Regions from separate parts of the Oryctolagus cuniculus genome. Here region 1 is linked to region 2. A link is a contact called in public Micro-C data. All regions are on one chromosome and are shown on one strand. Each heading gives the region's core, a stretch centred on a gene start, on an enhancer-like site or on the middle of the called end of the contact. The rest is flanking DNA. Distances are from core to core; before and after follow the strand shown.

Evidence for each region. A called contact is a pair of places that touch in the nucleus more often than the background predicts.
Region 1: a contact with region 2 is called in a Micro-C map of ear pinna, with 3 times the contacts expected there. The contact joins the enhancer-like site here to the promoter of NABP1 in region 2. A contact is called at or near these places in 2 of 6 Hi-C or Micro-C datasets (ear pinna and an unstated tissue).

The regions. Positions count from the first base shown.
Region 1 is chr3:48,629,096-48,634,781 of mOryCun1.1, reverse strand. No RefSeq gene overlaps it. Among named protein-coding and RNA genes, the nearest start is that of NABP1, 44 kb to the right of the region's middle. Within about 2 kb of position 2,726, at least 3 of the 8 cell types and tissues checked have an H3K27ac peak or open chromatin away from gene starts, as enhancers often do. A contact at or near this core is called in ear pinna, where this site is marked.
Region 2 is chr3:48,583,963-48,589,346 of mOryCun1.1, reverse strand. NABP1 (nucleic acid binding protein 1) reads left to right here and starts at 1,751. Exons shown (of 6, transcript XM_070070458.1): 1 at 1,751-1,881; 2 at 2,546-2,684; 3 at 5,140-5,211. The coding sequence starts at 5,150.

The DNA of each region.
Region 1 (5,686 bases), core at 1,477-3,976, 44 kb before region 2:
AACAAAAATCAAAGATCATAAACCAGTGTGGTAAGTTTAACTTTGGATGTATGGACTGAGTGCTATGGGAGCACAAAGAAGGGATGTCAAATCCAATTTGGAGATGGGAAGGCAAGTGAGGGACTACTTTGAAGAAGTGATGTCTCCTTGGAAGCTTGAACTCTGTACAGTGAGCAAGGTTCATGAATGGATCCAGAAGAACATTTCATTTATATTCTTATGTTAATTAAAGAAATATTCATTTGAGTTCTCCATATAGGGAGATGCTTTCCAGATTGGAAAGAAAGAAGCAAATAACAAATTTGCCAGATTTTCCTAAGCCTGTTCACACACTTAAGAGTAGTTTAGGGGCCGGCGCCGCGGCTCACTGGCTAATCCTCCACCTGTGGCGCCAGCACACAGGGTTCTAGTCCCGGTCGGGGCACCGGATCCTGTCCCGGTTGCCCCTCTTCCAGGCCAGCTCTCTGCTGTGGCCAGGGAGTGCAGTGGAGGATGGCCCAAGTGCTTGGGCCCTGCACCCCATGGGAGACCAGGATAAGCACCTGGCTCCTGCCATCGGATCAGCGCGGTGCACCGGCTGCAGCACGCAGGCCGCAGCGGCCATTGAAGGGTGAACCAACGGCAAAAGGAAGACCTTTCTCTCTGTCTCTCTTTCTCTCACTGTCTACTCTGCCTGTCAAAAAAAAAAAAAAAAAAAAAAAAAAAAAAGTAGTTTAGGGCTTAAGATCTCCTTCCTCCTAATGTACACCAAGAAGAAAATACTGACTCCTAGGACATTCCTGTCACTTGGTACATTTGCTTGCTGTCATTTGAAGGGCATTTGGCCTTCATAGAAAGCCACAGCCGCTTCTACCTTCTTTCTTCTCAACACTCCTTCCTGTGAACATTTCCTTGTAATGAACTCTGTAGCCTTTTACTCTGTGTTGAGTCATTCAACTGCTGCTATATTCACATAGAAGAAACTCCAAATTCAGTCTCCATTTACATGTTCCTGACAAAATTAGTTTCCCACTTAAATGTCCCTGGTTACTGCTTGATTTTATCTTAAAGCAACTCTTCACTTTTCTAAAAGTGATTTGCTACAAATCTAAACTAACTGCAGTTTCAAATCTGTAAAAAATAATTTTAAAAAATCACAAGCAGGGGCCAGCGCTGTGGCCCAGCAGGTTAAAGCCCTAGCCTGAAGCGCCAGCATCCCATATGGGTGCCAGTTTTAGTCCCGGCTGCTCTACTTCTGATCCAGCTCTCTGCTAGGGCCTGGGAAAGCAGTAGAAGATGGCCCAAGTCCTTGGGCCCCTGCACCCACATTGGAGACCCGGAAGAAGCTCCTGGCTCCTGGCTTCGGATCAGCTCAGCTCTGGCCATTGCGGCCACCTGGGGAGTGAACCATCAGATGGAAGACCTCTCTCTCTCTTTCTCTTTGCCTCTCCTCTCTGTGTAACTCTGACTTTCAAATAAATAAATAAATCTTTAAAAAAAAAATCACAAGCAGACAAGTATATCCATTTTCTAGCAGGTACTATTGGTTCTTTCCCAATGTCCTTTCCTTTTCCCAACAGAGATTCTATCTGATCCTGGGTGGATGGTGATTAGTAAAAGCCAGTCATGAGAATTCCATCCCCCTCGTCAGTGTTGAGTTAGGAGTGATCAATCTGGACCCTGTAGGGGAAGTTGGCTGAGGAGTCTCTGAAAAAGATTTCCTCCTCCTAAAAGAAAAACTGGAAGTTGATATCATCTCTGCTTCCTTAGAACACTGCTGCATCTGGATGTGCCTCAGAACCACCATGGCCATGCTTCTGGTGGCTGGAGGAGGAAGCTAACCGAAGACAGAGCTGGTCAAATCACCCAAACACAGGACAAAGCCTCAAGTACTGTGCCTGGACTCTGTCCTACTTGGAGTCTTCTCATTCTATAAGACAATAAATCATTTGATTTAATCCATGATGGATGAGGAATTTCAATTATTTGCAGCCGAATACATTCTGACAGCCAAGAATGCATTGAAGTTTAGGCCCTTTGCTCACAGAACATTTTGTCAGGCATTTGGTTCTACGAATCAGGCCTGTCTAACTTCCCAGTTCTAGGAAACAGCCAGGCTTATCTGATTTCCTAGTTCATGGCAGATTAAATAGCAAGTTAGAAGTGGAGAACCTTAGAGACAGGTGGCTGAACAGGGAAGAAAGAGACAAAGGCAGAAACAAGAACTCAGAATGTAGCTTTGGGGAATTATTTAATATCAGGGCAAACATGCCCTCCTGTGGCTGTAGCCCTTGTGGGTATCTGAGCACAGTTCAGTGACTAATTTGTAATGACTGCCTTGGGTCATCAAGGGAAATTTGCTTTCTGTCTGTTTTGGAGGAGGGATGAAGCTAAATCATATTTAAAAATACCTTTTCATAAACAAGAAAAAGGTTAAATGATTAAAAGGATAAAACACATCTGAAAAGAAACAGAACAATCTCACTCCGTGGCGATGCTCAATAAATATTATACATACATGCAAATAAAATGTTTGAAAGTTTGCTTCATCCAGAGAAAAAGGAGAGGAAAAAAGAACCAGGCAGTGGTTTGATTGCTACTTAGAGCAACTCATTTCTGTTTTGGACCCATGAGAAGCCCCAGCAGAGGCGAGCGAGGCAAAGCTGGTGAATGAGGACATGGTTTTGCTCTTCTGCAAGTGACTTTATTTTGGTTCAGTGGCTCAGCAAGCCTGCCTAAGCTGTTTCCTCTGAAGGCTGCCAGTAGGAAGTAAATAAGCTGCTTGCCTCTCTTGGAGGGGGTTGAGCGGTCCTAATTAAAATGTAAATAATTCTCAAGGCCAACAGCTTGCAGACCAAAATGACTGGAAAGATTGCAGACACTAAAATTGCACCAAGCAAAACAGGTTCTGAGTCTTTGTCTGCACAAACACTGGGCCTACCAGTTGATTTAGTCACCTCAGTGGGAAATCACTCAAACCAAGTCATTTGCAACCATGCACAGGAAACCAGGTGGCTGCTGTACCCTGCTGACGCCAAGACTAAAATTGAGGGTGGCTTGTTTACCAAGTACACAGGGCTTGGACTGCTTAGAGCATGCGTGTTAAGATGAACCTGGGGCTTTTCTGTGATCAGCTGATCAATCTGTGGTCCTGCCTGTGGGCCGCAGCCCAAACCCTCAGAGGTGTGCCCATATTCTGCCAGGGCGAGGCTCTGACGAGGAAGAGGAGCTGTCTGGACAGGCCTTCACCCACCAGCGGGTGACTTTAGTTTTAGCATTACCCTTTATTTGAAGAATACCCTGAAACTTTAATAGGCAAATAAAAAAGAAAAGCCTAATCCTTTTTCTAATTAGCAACAAATGCATATGTGACTTACACATATGAGTGCTCCTCATTTTTCACATGAATAAGGGATATATTAACCTGACTTATACAAAGAATGAAGTAATGTTAGTAAAAATGAAACTTAAGGCTAATTATATTAGTAGTTTTCAAAGGAATTTTTTCTTCACACCAGGGTGTTGCCATCCACCCTTGAGATTGTGTTATTGGTAAATGATTATTATGTTTAGCAGCATTTTCTTGGCATTGTTTAAACACTCTATATTCATTATTTCATTTTATCATCACAACAGGATGGGTACAATTACCAGACCCATTATACAGACAGAGAAATTGCAGTTTATGGGGACACAAAAAGAGAAAATGGTTGGGTCACTGTCAAACATGGATTCATTCCAATGGCAAAGCCTTAACCAATACATAGTTTCTGACAATAGTTGTACTGGAGTTTTCAAATTTTTCTTTCATTTTCTAAATAGAAAGGACCAGATTCCTTTACCTGCATTCTGACCTATTATTCTGAGGAAAGGAGAAGGCAAGGATCACATGCAGAGAATGCTGAGACATTCCATGTGTTCCTAAAGTGTCTCTCACATGTTTGTCAACAGCAGACAAGATCTGGACCTGACCTTACAGTGACTGATTCAGGCCCCTCTAATTCAGCCAAGGTAGTCCAGCATTATCGTATTATCCTGGTCAAGTTCTAAATATATTTTTTTTCATTCCCCTGATGTTTACTTGTTTTTTTAGAATGATTTTTAACAAACTGATTTAAACTTTTTGGACATTGTACACTCATTCATCCATTCAGATAGTTAACCATTTATTGGCTTCAAAGTATGTAGATGATACCAAGTCTGCAGCAGAAAGCATTACACCAGGAGCTTCTGTTTTACACATAGCTTTTCTTGAAACAGCCTACTTTCCTTTCCAATGACCTGGTTTGGGTTCACAAGATGTACAGGGCTTGATTTCTGTGATTTCCACATTAGTCCTACTTGCACTGCCTCTTGGATACAATAAAGTAACTCATGCACTCATACTTTATTTTTTTTTACTATAATTAAACTAACTATGTATATCTTTGGTAATGCATACATTACAGGTTAAAATACAATAGCAATAAAGTTACTGGACAAAGTATTAAATAACAAGAAGTGCATAAGTGGAACTTTACAGAAATTTTACTGCCAGAGATAATAATCTTCAAAAGTTTAGTTTTATTTTTCATAATTTGGGGTTGATTAGTTTGTGAACATTCATGACTCTGGTCCCCTCCCCCACTTTGGTGCTACCTTCGCTTTCCTTTGTTTTTTATTGTCTACTCTGCTCCACTGATTCTACTTCCAGAAGTTTCTCTACTGGGCAGGGCATGGCCTTGGGAGGGAGCTGCTGTTCTCAAATTCACTACTTTGTGGGTTACCTTGTCTAAAATGCTTCGGACAACCAGTTGCTTCCCTCTGCATCAACCATGTGGGCTCTGTCTGATTTGCTATTGCCTGCTTTTATTTTATTTTTTAAAGGATTTATTTATTTAAAAGGCAGAATGACAGAGAAAGAAAGAGACCTTCCATCTGCTGGTTCACTCCCCAAATGCCTGTAACAGCCTGGGCTGGGCCAGGCCAAAGTCAGGAACCAGGAATTCCTATCAAGTATCCCATATGGGTGGCAGTGACCCAAGTACTTGAGCCACCACCTGCTGCCTCCCATTTGCAAAATGCTTGCTTGGAAGCAGAGTAGCCAGGACTTCCATATGGGATGAAGGCATCTCAAGAGGCAGCTTAATTTGCTGTGGCACAACACTTGTCCCAGACCTGTCTGCTTTTATTTTGTAGCTTATTGGTATATTTTGCACCCAGCTTGGTTGTGTATGTTATCTGTGGATTTTGGCTTTTCCATTAAGTTGTTCTCTCTGTCCTTATGTGGAAGCATGGAAATATTCAAGAGTGATGTCACAATTACTTCATCTTTCCTAGAAACCCCCTCCACTCTTCGGTTTCCTACTTTGAATAATAAATTGAAGCTAGTTACAGGACAATACCAATGTCACCTTCAATTGTCCCCAAACTAAGAAATAATGTTCTACATAAGGTAACATTCGACAATATTGGCTGTACATTAGCAACACATCAGAACTGTCAAAATGCTGATGTCCAGGTCCCCATCCCCCATGAGCCTCTGATTTAATTGATCTGAGGCGATGTGCTACCAGGTAGTTAAAAAATGAAGCCAACGTTGACATCCACTAATGTGAAGGAAAAAAAAATTTAAAAGAGCATTTCAAAGTCCAGAGCAATCTATGGAGACTAAGCCAATTCCTGTCTGCTCAAACTGCACTGGAGTGTCGTCTCTTCTTCCCCTATT
Region 2 (5,384 bases), core at 502-3,001:
GTGGGCTAAAAGACATAATTTTGAAAAAGAATAACTAAAATTAAGATACAGCTTGAGGATAATCGAATTGAAGCGTCGAGTCCAATCAGACAACCCCTGAGGCTGGATGCTGGTTCTGATTCTGTCAGTTGCATCATTTATTTTATTTGATGTTGAATTCAAGATAATAATGTTATTTTACACCACTTTCCAGTATTACGTCAGTGGCTTTGGCACGCTGGGACTTACTTGTTTATGAAATGGAAGTTTCTGCTTCCTTAAGAAATGTCTCAACTCATGGTAATGTGAATATTTTTGAAGCCCTTTTGGTAGGGCTAGCCTGTAGTGCCTGTTTGTAGATGTTTGGGGAGTAGAAGTTGACTTAAAAATATTCAGAAGAGGGAGGGGCTTAAGGCTTCTTGAGGCTTCCCTAACAGTTTCCTTACCATCACAAATAGTTAAGTAGATTCTTTAGAAGTCCTACAATGCATCCTGCTGCTGCCACTATGTAAGTCTAAAAATTACCTGCAGGATGGAGAGCTCCTGGATGAAGACTGCTTGGATTAAATGCCCAGTTTGGCCATTCTCTAGCTCTGCGGTCAAGTTACAGCAGCTGTAAATGAGGATTAAAATGAGCAGTCACCACGTAAAGTAGTTACAAGATTAAACCATCACAGTTTAAGCTGTTACTGTACTAATGTCTTTTTTTTTTTCAATAACAAAAAATTGGCGAGGGAAAAATATTGAGCATCTACTATTTGCTGGACACTAGTCGGACAGTTTAAGATCCCACTTGATCCTCTGTAAAGCAATGTTCCTCATCTCATTTTTCGGATGATGAAATCATGGCTAGGAAGCCTCACCATTTCTCCTAAAGGTCACATAACCACTGACTAGTTTGAACCCGGAATTGTCCCTAAAGCACATGTGTACGTGGCACAAAGCAAGCCTCATTCACTTTCTTTTTACTCCCACCCCAGGGTATGTTTCAGGGTTTCCAAAGAGCAGAGTGCGGGAGTGTCATCTGAGAGAGCAAGGGGTACAGGAAACGTCACTCTAAGGATTGTAACCTCCAGCGTTTGAGTGACAGGCAGGGGACTGGGTCGGTTTGCGTTGCAGTCGGCCTGCTCTCAAGTTGCTGGGTGACCCTCGGCAAAGTACCTCACCCTTCCGGATCGCAACTAAAACATGCTTAGCACCAGACGGCTGGACTGATTTCCTAGCTCCCTCTGGTTTTAAAATCGCAGCCTTGTAACCACAGACCCCTCCTCACCATTCGAGCCCGTTTCCCGTTCGTCCGGGACCAGCCACCCTTTGCCACAACTCGGCTGCACAGCCTTCGTAGCCACCGCTCCCTAAACCCAACCCTTCCCTGTGACCGCGGGACTAAAGGTCAGGGGCGAGGGCCCGAACACCGCCGGCGGAATTACAAAGCAGGCAGTCCCTGAACTTCGCGAGCCCGCAGCAGAACGCCACCCAGGGAAACCGAGACAGGGCAGACCTGACGCTACGCCGCGACGGCGGGGGCGGGAGGAGAGCGGGCGGGGCGGGGCCGAGAGCGGATTGGAGGGCCGAGGGGGCGGGGCCCGCGCTGACGGCCCCTGGGGGAGGAGCGACGGAAGCCGCGTCGGCGTCAGGGGCCTGTTCTCGCCCCTTAGTTTCCCCTCCCCCGCGCCGGGCGGGCGTGGCGGCGGGCGTGCCGGCGCTGTTTGACGTCATAAGGGGCGGGGCGGCCCGGGGGGAGCAGCCGGCGCGCGGGCGAGTTCCGCAGTTGCTGTGTGGGACGCTGGCTGCGCAGTGTCTCTGTCCTGCGCTCCGGTGTTGCTGTCACAGTCCGTCCCTTCCCGGAGCCCGGGGACAGACTGGGCGCGCGCCCGTGTGGGAGTGGGACTCAGGGCAGAGGTGTCCCTCGCTGCCTTTTTTTCTTTTATCCAAAGATAGGGGCAGTTCGCACGCTCGCCTTCCTGTCGCGGGGTTGGGAGTGGGGTTGGTGGGCGGAGTGGTTCGTCTTTTTTTTTTTTTTTTTCTTTTGAACTTGTGAGCGCTTTTTTTCTTTCGTTTTCTTTTTTTTTTTAGGCTGAGTGCCGTGCGGGCTGGTCCCCCGGTCCCTGAATAACCGCTTTCTGCCCCTTCTCGCCACCCCCGCCCAAGGTCGCCCCTGTCCCGGGAGGGTGGGAAGCCGCGTCCCCGCCCTGCCTGCGGGTGTCTCCGCAGCCGTAGCCGCACCTGCCTCAATATGAATGGGGTCAACGACCCGCCTCTTTTTATAAAAGATATTAAGCCCGGACTGAAAAACTTAAATGTCGTCTTTATTGTGCTGGAGATAGGTAAGTGGGGTCCACCGCCCTCGGGGCGCCCCGGGGCCGGGAGCGCCGGACTCCCCTCCCCCGCGGCGCCCTCTCCTCCCCTCCCCCACCCACGTGGCCCCGGTGGCCTCCTCCCGGGCTCGGGTCCTACCTGCGGCCAGAACCCGGCGTCCAGTGTAGGAGGAGTGAGAGAGCCCCTTCTGGACGACCTCGTTCGCTAACACACTCCTTCCCCCTTTTCGATTTTTAAATCCTCACAGGACGCGTGACCAAAACCAAAGACGGCCATGAAGTGAGATCGTGCAAAGTAGCAGATAAAACGGGCAGCATCACTATTTCCGTGTGGGATGAGATCGGAGGTCTCATACAGCCAGGGGATATAATTCGGTTGACCAGAGGGTAGGTGTGCTTCCAAGTGGGCTGGGCACGAGGAGCAGGGAGCGCTGTCGGGGTCGGCCAGCTCCTGGGTCTCAGCAGTGCTGAGGAGTTGGGAGCCCCTTGGGAGTTAACGTGGACTGTGTGGGCTGTAGCACACCTTGGCAGTTGCAGGCCACAGCGGCCACCCACTGCACCCCCGAGTTTATGGGATGGTTGTATTTTAAAAACTCTCCTGGGAGTCATTGAGTCTTTTTTAGTAGACTGTTAGAGCCTGTGCTTTCGCTTTTTTGTAAGTTATTTAAGCCGGTACAGTTGTCCCCGCCCCTCCATTTTTCCTGCCCATGTTTCACTTTCTTATTGAGACAATGTGGACACAAGTAAAAAATGTACCTGTGGGATTTACCGTTTTCTGTGTGTCACATTTGTACTTGGAACAACATAAGATGGGAATTTTGCAATGTCTTGGAGGCTCAGTGTCAAAAACCATTTCTTGTGTCTTACAATGTAAGGGCAGGGTTGTACAGAAACCAGAATGTCACCAGGAAGGTGTTTGGCAGGAAGACATCTGTGATACCTTCTTCCAGAAGTCTCAGCCTGCAGATCGGTGGCTTTAACAACTGAGTCACCCCCCCCCCCCTTTTTTTAAAAAGATTGCTTTCAGAAATTCACCAGATCTGTATCTTAGGAAGATAAAAGGCCAAGAGAGGAACTAGAACTAGAAGGTAGAATTTGAAGGTGTTGAGGACCCATAGAATTGTAGTAGTTTTCAGTCATCAGTCACTTCAGGAGAAATTGGTGGAGATCTAGTAAGTAGAAGCTGAGTGTAGATGGTATCTTAGAGGCCTTACAACATCTGCAGGAAGTGAGGTAGAGTATCAGCAAAGCAGGAAGTGAGAGTCAGCCCTTTGACATTTTATTCTCATCCTCTGACTCAAGACACTAATTATGTCTTTTCAACCTAAACAGAAAAGTCCCTATCTGGGAGGTTGTGGTGAAGATTAGCATAACTTGGAAGTTTCCCAACCCTCCAGATATCTTTCTGAAAACAGCATCTGTTTCAAATTTACATATAATGGATATTTTCATCAAAAAATTTGTCAAAAATTAAATTTGGTACCATAGTTTTTATCAGATTTTAAGGAGCACAATTACCAAAGAATACAACTCAAAGGGAGATTCAAAACTAAAGAAGTTTTGACATTGAGAACTTACTACATCTCCATAATACATCTGCTTGTGTACAGTGGAAATAATTAGACCCTAAATACTAAAATAACACTGCTTGGAGTCTGGCCCGTTGTAAGGCCCTCAAGTTCTTGGGAATCCTAAGAGTGGCTGTTGAAGTAGGGCATACCTAGGACAATGCTTAGTTTGAATATTGACATGCTTATTAGGAAACTCTGCAAACTCGATTTCAGCATGCTCATTCTTTAAAACAAACCAAAGTTAAATTAACAAATTTTTTAAATCAAAATGCACATTTTTACTTTAGTAAGGTGAAGTGATAATGCATAGTCTCAATCACTTTGTGTAACTTAAGAACTATGAATGGAGCCTTTAAAAAATAACTCATTAAAATGAAAAGAGCTTTATAATGTGAAACTAGCAAACTTCATTTTAGTATATATCTTTTAAGATGAACTTCACTTTATTTGGTTCAACTCTTTAGTTGATAAAGTCATGAAGTTACCATAGGAGTTGTACAAGGAACCTGGAAAAACAAAACTTGGACTGATTTTATGATATTGATTACATTTTTCTTAGTTTCGTATATAGAATTATTTAATGATGTCATCTGCATTCAGAATTGTTATGAGTAAACACTTGTTTTTCTGCCAGGTTGCTATGGAAATTTATAAATTTTGAAAGCAGATGTGAAAGATGCAAATTTTGAAAACAGCTGTGTGAAAGATTTTTAACTTTAGTTTTTGTGTGTGCGCGCGCGCTCGCGAGTGGTGTTTTGTTTGTTTTTTGTTTTTGTTTTTAAAAGCAACTTGATTATATTATGCTAAGTCTTCAATAGCTTGGCAACCTTGTACCTAAAACTGTTATGTCAGTATTTTACTGGATCATGTAAATGAGTATAAAAGTAAACATTATAGCATTGATTCTGTTTTTTGTGACTTAAAAATAATTTCTGCTTAAATTCCTAGTAATTAAAAGCTTTCCTTTTGATAATTGACTATAAAGTTGAGATTATTTTGGGAATAACAATTGCTTGTTACGTGCAAAAGATTTTGTTATTTTCTAGGGTTAATTATAGTTGATAATTGTGTCACTGTTTGGCTGTAGAATTTTCTTTGTATTCTTTAGTAAGTAGCAAGTTAATCAAAGTTAGATATATTTTATTTACTGTGGTAGACAGAGGGCTTGATATCCGCTTCACCCCTCTCCCAAAAATAGTGTGAAGATTTACTTGATTTAAATAGATAAAAATATACATAATTCTAAAAACCTAATTTATTTTCTTCGGTAGGTATGCATCCATGTGGAAAGGATGTCTAACACTGTATACTGGAAGGGGCGGTGAACTTCAAAAAATTGGGGAGTAAGTATTAAAATGCAATTTTGTATAGTTGAATAAATTGCAAATACTGTCTACAGAATAATTGGTAGGTATAAACTATAAATGCTTCCTCAGCTTTTTTTTTTCCCCTTTTTTTAAGGCGTATACTTTCTTTGACGAGTTTGTAGTGCATGCATATGCTGTCCTGTGGCTGG